Regions from separate parts of the Mus musculus genome. Here region 2 is linked to region 1. The links are chromatin contacts, called in public ChIA-PET maps. All regions are on one chromosome and are shown on one strand. The core of a region is the stretch at or near the end of the contact, and the rest is flanking DNA. Distances in the headings are between cores, read along the strand shown. Region 1 overlaps Abcb1a (ATP-binding cassette, sub-family B (MDR/TAP), member 1A). Region 2 holds the start of Tmem243 (transmembrane protein 243, mitochondrial).

The links. ChIA-PET counts read pairs in DNA pulled down with a chosen protein or histone mark.
Region 2: an RNA polymerase II ChIA-PET map of memory CD8 T cells shows a contact between it and region 1, with 78 read pairs. The contact joins the promoter of Tmem243 here to the enhancer-like site in region 1. A contact is called at or near these places in 2 of 39 promoter capture datasets (the C10 cell line and stem cell-derived epiblast-like cells) and 5 of 115 datasets of contacts at active chromatin or transcription factors (bone marrow-derived macrophages, effector CD8 T cells, memory CD8 T cells and 2 more).

What each region holds. Positions count from the first base shown.
Region 1 is chr5:8,673,321-8,676,739 of GRCm38.p6, forward strand. Abcb1a (ATP-binding cassette, sub-family B (MDR/TAP), member 1A) reads left to right here. Exons shown (of 30, transcript NM_011076.3): 6 at 1,363-1,522. Among named protein-coding and RNA genes, the nearest start is that of Gm31157, 21 kb to the right of the region's middle. Within about 2 kb of position 2,136, at least 93 of the 459 cell types and tissues checked have an H3K27ac peak or open chromatin away from gene starts, as enhancers often do. A contact at or near this core is called in bone marrow-derived macrophages, effector CD8 T cells, memory CD8 T cells and 1 more, where this site is marked.
Region 2 is chr5:9,098,743-9,102,080 of GRCm38.p6, forward strand. It overlaps Tmem243 (transmembrane protein 243, mitochondrial), which reads left to right and starts at 1,995. Exons shown (of 5, transcript NM_001081029.1): 1 at 1,995-2,117; 2 at 2,475-2,653. The coding sequence starts at 2,576.

The DNA of each region.
Region 1 (3,419 bases), core at 886-3,385:
ATAATCCAAAAACAAATTTCTAAGTAATATATTAGTTTTTTTTTTACACAATCCTCTGCTTTCACTGATTGTTTATTAGCATTGTCTTTGTTTAGGCTCCTACTGTTTGGAATACTTTTTAGTACTGCACAGAGCTCTTATTCCTTGTTTTCCCACTGGGCATTGTAAAGCTTTTCCTCACTCAACACTGTCATCACATAACTTTAGGATTAGTTCTGTCTTCTTCTGATGTAGATATATGCTCTAAACTATTGGTTTCTGCTTCTGTGTTTTTGTATTCCCAGATCCTGGATTTTTACTTTGGTTTACATTTCCTGCCTAGGGGTGACTTTTTACCCAATTTCTTCCCTACATTAAAAAGCTCTTGCTTATAGCTACATGTATACACATGCCAACCACCTGTTTCTGAGCTTGTGCATAGACTATCATACCTATTTTTGTATTGTTGCCTGATCTCTGCTCTTCATGTTTCTTTTATCTCCTGCTAGACTTTCTACCTAGTTTTTCTCACATGATGATAAACATGTTCTCTGTAGCTAAATGGTACATCCCATGACAACCGTTTTTCACAGGAACTGTTTGTAGACTCTCGTAGTTGGCTTGGTACTTTCTATTTTCATTTTCTCATATTCTTTTCCTTTTCTCAAATCATTTAAAAGTATGAATTGTCCCCTAGATGGACCCTGGGCTTAATTATTGTTTATTATGCTTCCTCCTCACATCACTTTTTGGATTCTGAGAAGCCTTCTTTTCCTTCCTATTCTTTGCCTATGGTTAGAGACATGTCCATCTGTATTAGTCTTTCATTATGACCATATTCTACATCTTAAGGAAGAGGCTCTGGGGAAATATTCATCTAAGTAATTATTTTTTCCTTTCCAAATATGTTGAAATTATTTTGCAGCTAAAATAATATCATTGTACAATAGATCTTTAATCAAAGATAACTTAGCAAAATGTTTCTTCCATGGTGTCTTAAAGGGAGCCTTGGGAATTCAGGGTTTTTCTATGAAGTAAAAAGTGATGTCTAGGCTTAGAAACTAGAGCAGTTTCTAAACTATCTCTATCTCTGCTACCATCTCATTAATAACTTTTATATTTCTCTCATCTAAAAAGAGAAGACAGGTTACTCCAATATGAAGAATTAATACAGAATTCAATAAATGAGTCAAACGCCCATTCTTTTTCTTTTTTCTTTTTATTAAGCTATTGTAGTAATAGGGTGGAGGGCAAAGAGGCAAAGACAAGAGGGCAGCTTAGACTAGTAGCTAGCAGTCTGGCAAAAATATTTGTGTTTTGGGTGTAGAGGAAAACATCCATGAAACTATCTGATGTCCATGGTTTATTTTCTTCTCTTTGCAGTTTCGTTATGCAGGTTGGCTGGACAGGTTGTACATGCTGGTGGGAACTCTGGCTGCTATTATCCATGGAGTGGCGCTCCCACTTATGATGCTGATCTTTGGTGACATGACAGATAGCTTTGCAAGTGTAGGAAACGTCTCTAAAAACAGTACTAATATGAGTAAGTATTGTTTGTGGTACAAATTGTACTGGAAATGTGCAAAAAAATCACTCATCTAGAGTAATTATTTGTGGGGCCTTAAAAGGATACACTTCAGTGTTTAGTGGTCTATGTGGTGGGTGCTGTACATTCTAGTTCACCCTTGTAGTGAACTTGAGAAGCTGATACAAGCATTAGCCCAACAGAGGTATGTAAAAATAGAGAGGGGATCTCTGAAGTCAGAAATGTCCCAGAGAGCTTGAGGAAAAAGTACAGGAATCTCCTCAGGTCCTTGAATGATAAGCTGGGGTAGTTAAGAGAGGCTGTGGTAGCTTTGATGCTGGCTGTAAGAGAAGTGTCTAGGATGATTCTAGGGTATTTAATATGAGAAACTAGAAGAACATAATTGTTCTCAAGATGAGAAAGATGAAAGCAGCAAAGATTTTAGCAGCCGTAAGTATCGGCAGTTGTGTTTTGTATATTGTTATAGTTGTTGGCCAAGAGAAGTGTAAAGAGATTTGTTAGGATTTGTGACAAAGGATAAGGTCCAGCATGCAGGTACTGATGTGTGCATAAGCTAGGTGCAAGAGTTTATCCTCAAAAAACAGGAAGCCGTAGAGAATATCGAGCAAGTGTCCAAAGGTAGACACATGAGGAGGCAGCCTGTGAGAAAGTTCTCATGACAGCAGAGCCTTTCATTTGTCAATGATTTGTTCCAATGGATACAGAACCATGGATAGCACAGAAACCTGCATATATTATATTTTCATATGCATAAATATCCATGATAAATAATTTATAAATTAATCACAGTAAGAGATTAATGACAGCAATAATAGAATAAATATAACAATATGTTACTTTCAACACTATGTGAATGTGGTCTCTCTGTTTTTCTTAAAACGCCTAACTATGCTGCTCTCTGCCCTCTTCCTCTTGTGATGACGTGAGATATTACAGTCTCATGATTTACTGCAGGAAACTGAAACCACAAAAAGCCTAAGTGTGGTGAAGAAGTTCTTGCACTTCAATTTTCTCATGATTTTGAAAGTAAGAAACTTGCTTCATAAGAAATGAGAGCAGAAAGTGAACAGACTATTGAAAGAATTTGTATGCTACACACTTGAACCGGAGAAAGACAGGTTAATAGCTCTATGCTTCGATCTGAAGGATACCTGAGTCAAGCAGAGATTGAATTAAACTAAATGAAACTTCCCAAAGACTTATAGCTCAGTTTCTACACTTAAGAAGGCATGAGGCTGTGGCTCAGTGGTAGAGTATTCACCTACCAAGCAAGAAGCCCTAGGTTCAGTTCCTAGTACTACCCCTAAACAAACACCTCAGAACTATTCAGATACTTCTTGGATTATAAGACCCTTTAACATTTGGAATTTTGTTTTTATTTGATGCCAGAGATTAAACCCAAGGCCTTGCATGTCAACATCTAAATTTTAGGTCTCTTGTGCATGCAATGATTCATTTCCCTAGAAATAGTCATACAAACAATGATACAAACATTTATGGAATCGTTGGTATTTGACATTGGCCATGGAAACTATTTCTTTTTAGTTCCAAAGAACCCATAACCTACCCGAGGTAGGGCTACTTGAATCCTGTTAATACAAATAATGGTTTGAGCTGGAAGTTTTTTATTTTTTTTAAGTAATATAAAATTTATATGCTTCCCCCACCTTCATAATATTCAAACAGCTTATAAGAATATCCTGTGCCAACATTGACCTGTCATATCTCCTTTGTAACATTCACTGATAAAAAGCCCTCAATGCCTTCTGAATTCCTTAGTTCCTGTACACTCTATAATTTGCAGCAAATTATGGAGTTGGCTATCTCATTGACTTCTAGTCGAAGAGGTTCATCGTTCATTGGTCTCTGGTATCTTGGCAAACACAATACATGC
Region 2 (3,338 bases), core at 745-3,244, 430 kb after region 1:
GAAAACTGCAGTTCCCAAGGAAAGAGGCTCCCGTATCAGGGAGAGAAATTTTAATTCCGGGAAGAAGGCTGACAGACTTTAGTAAAAACAAAAATTTTAGTTTAAAAATACGTTGTTTGGGAGCCTGGAAAGATGACTCAGCATTTAAGAGCGCTCACTACTCTTGTAGCGGACCTAATTTTGGATCCCAGCACCGATGGTTGGGTGGCTTTCAGCTGCTTGTAACTCCATATTGAAGGAAATTCACACCCTTCTGGCCTCCTTGGCTGGAAGCACATATGTGGAAGCACATGCATGCACATGCACACACACAGTTAATAAAATCTTTTGAAATATGTCATCTAACTCTAACTGGCATTAGAGATGTTTGTGAACCACATGCAGATGCTAGGAAACAAACCTAGGCCCTCAGCAAAAGCAATAAGCATGCTTAGCTGATGAGCAGTCCCTGAAAGTTTTAGTAGTTTTTGGTGAACCAAAGTAATATTTTCCCGAGGAGCCAGTGAGGTTTCTGGTTTGAAAACAATTATGTACAAGTAGAACCAGGAGAGAGTTACTCTGTTCAGTCGACAGAACGATTTCTGCCCGGCCTGTGACCTAAATATGAATATTCTAAATGCTTCCTCCCCACCCAGTCACCACAGCAGCAGAGCACAGAGGTGAATATAATTTCCAAATATGTATGTTACCTATTTTACTATAAAACGTTGCCTATATGTTCTCTTGTTTCTCAAATAACTATACTTTAAAAAATATACTTGTATTTAAAGTCTTTATTTTTTCCCAGAATAATATTTCCAGAACTTTAACCTTTCAGAATTTTAGACTTTATGGATTTTGATTTGACTGTATATCAAATTTGGTATTATGGCATCTTTTGGGGTTGTTGACCAAGGCCCATAATTACTGTGTTATTTTGGTGGATAGTTGCTTAGCACACAGCAGATTCTCAAAGTATTGTTAGTTTTTATTTTATTATTTTGAGACAGGGTCTTGCTACTTAGTCTAGACTGTCCCTAATATTCAAAGGATTACAGCCTAGAGCCTCAAAAATATTTTTTGTTGAATGAAACTGAATATAAGTAAGTGAATTAATTTGTAGGACCTTTTAATATGAATCTTTAAATAGAACTTTTAATAGAAGTGGGTGCTGGATTATGTAGTATTGCTGTTGTTAAGGTAAAGTCGCGAGTAAACAGCTAATTTGTAAAACACGTGTAATGATTGGGCAATGGGGATATGTATAATACTTACGTGTACTCAGGGCTGGAAGTTCGTTGTGGTTGTTATTCCATCCCTTGTTCTAAACTGTTGCGTGGCACTGGAACCCATGTCTAGATTCTAAGCGTTCGTGGAGGTATCGCTTCAGCTTAGAGTCTCCTGCACACTAACACTTTCCGAACTTTCTTGAATCTAGCTAGGTATTAGTGTCAGCCCAATCCTATTAGTGTAGTTGTTTGGTTTTTAGCTTTTAGGAAGAACTTCAAATGTAGAGCGACGGTACTTGTGCAGCTTGTCCATTCCATTCAGCTCTCTAAGCCCCAAGACTCCAAAAAGGCCCAAGATGCGAAGCTCTGGCCTGTGGCAGCACCCCCACTGGACCAGGCAACGAAATACCTAACTGTTTATGTAAACTAGGACCTCTTATTCTGTGTGTAATACAGAATAAAACACGCATACACGATTGCCTCCGATACTGTAAAGTGTCCACATCCAAATCCTGGAGTGGTCGAAGCAGGTTGTCGGGTTTTAAGACGCCAAATTCGAGTCGGTCTTCAGAACCCTGCTTTAGCCACTACGTGCACCGCGCAGCCGCCAATTGCCAAGAGGCGGAGAAACGCTTGGCAGCGGGGACCCGCGCCTCGGTGGGACGACCCGCACCTCTGTAAATAAAGCTCTGCAGCCCAGGCGGCGCCTCTGCCCGTGGGATTGGCTGCCTGAGTCGTGACGCGATCTGGGCGGGCCCGACCGGTTTGCGACAGTGGCCGCAGGTCCCGGACCGGAGAGCCCGGGGGGACTCGCCGCACGGCGCCGGCGTCCGGCCGGCGTGTGGGGGCCACGGCTCGGGGTCGCGGCCGCTGCCTGGATCCGCCGCGCGCGCGGCGCGGGACGCCGAGGTCTGGCTTGCGGGCGCAGCCGGGGCTGCGGGGAGCACGGGGGACGGGACGCGAGCGGGCGGATGCGGAGCTCTCAGCCGAGCTAGGGTGGTGTGCGGGGCCGCCCGGCCCGCAACTTCACTCCCGCCGCCCCGCCGCGCGGGGGACTCGCGCCAGGCAAACTTTCTCCCGGTGGAGCCCCGGCCGAGATTGGGGGCGGCGGGCGCGGGCGGGGCGGCGGCCAAGCGCTGTTTGTTTCCTTTCACTTCCCGCGGCGGCCGCTGGAGATGAGGACGGCGGGGCTGGGGCGGAGCGGCCAGGGGCCCCCGGGAGTGACAGTCGCCCCGTCGGGATTTCCCGCCCTCCCCACCCCCCCAGGGCCCGGGCCATGCGTGCGCCGTGAGGGGCGGGCGTCCGGACTTCGCGAGCTGATGCGGACTCGCTTTTGAGCGTCCGGGGACGAGCGAAGCAGCCCTAAAATGGAGGACTTTGCTACCAGGACCTACGGGACCAGCGGCCTGGATAACAGACCTCTGTTCGGGGAGACGTCTGCCAAGGTGAGTGCGGGAGTGGGCCCCGGGCCAGAGTGCGAGAATCCCGCCTCCCTCCACCCCGCTGGCTCCTTGCAGCCTGCCTGGAGGGTACTTGGAAGTGGGAAGAACTGTTCTTGCCGTCCCGCCCCTCTCTTGGGATGTTTGCCCTGCACTCTGCACCAAGAGCAGTTTGGAGTGGAGAAAAGTTCAGAAAGTTCTGGGCAGTTTGTGGGAAGCCCTTACGGAGAGTGCGGAAACCCCACCGTGGAGGGAAAGTCCTGCGAAGGTTGCATAAGCGCACTTTCCAGCTCCACACTTCAGGTGTGCGTCCAGGGCTTTAGTGGTTTCAGGAGTGCATCGAGAGCCCAGGGTTGCTTCTGATGATTGCTTACCTAGAGTTCTTAAGAGGATGAGGATGTGAAGCAGCTCCATGAAGGTGGATGTTGGCCACAATCCCAGGAGGTGATCAAACAAAGGGTCCCAGCTCTCAAATAGGCAGAGGCACTAACCGTTTTCTAGAAGCTTGACTAGATAGAGCCTCTGGCCTGCAGTCAACAAAAGTCTTTCTCTGTACTTAGCGTTAACTTTCTGAAACTTGCTCCCCACCCCCAGCCCCCTTGCCTTGGGGACAATCAAGAAACTCTGTATTCAGCATAAAACTTTCTCAGAAGTCAGGGCAAGATTAACCTGTAGCTCTCTTACCCTCCCC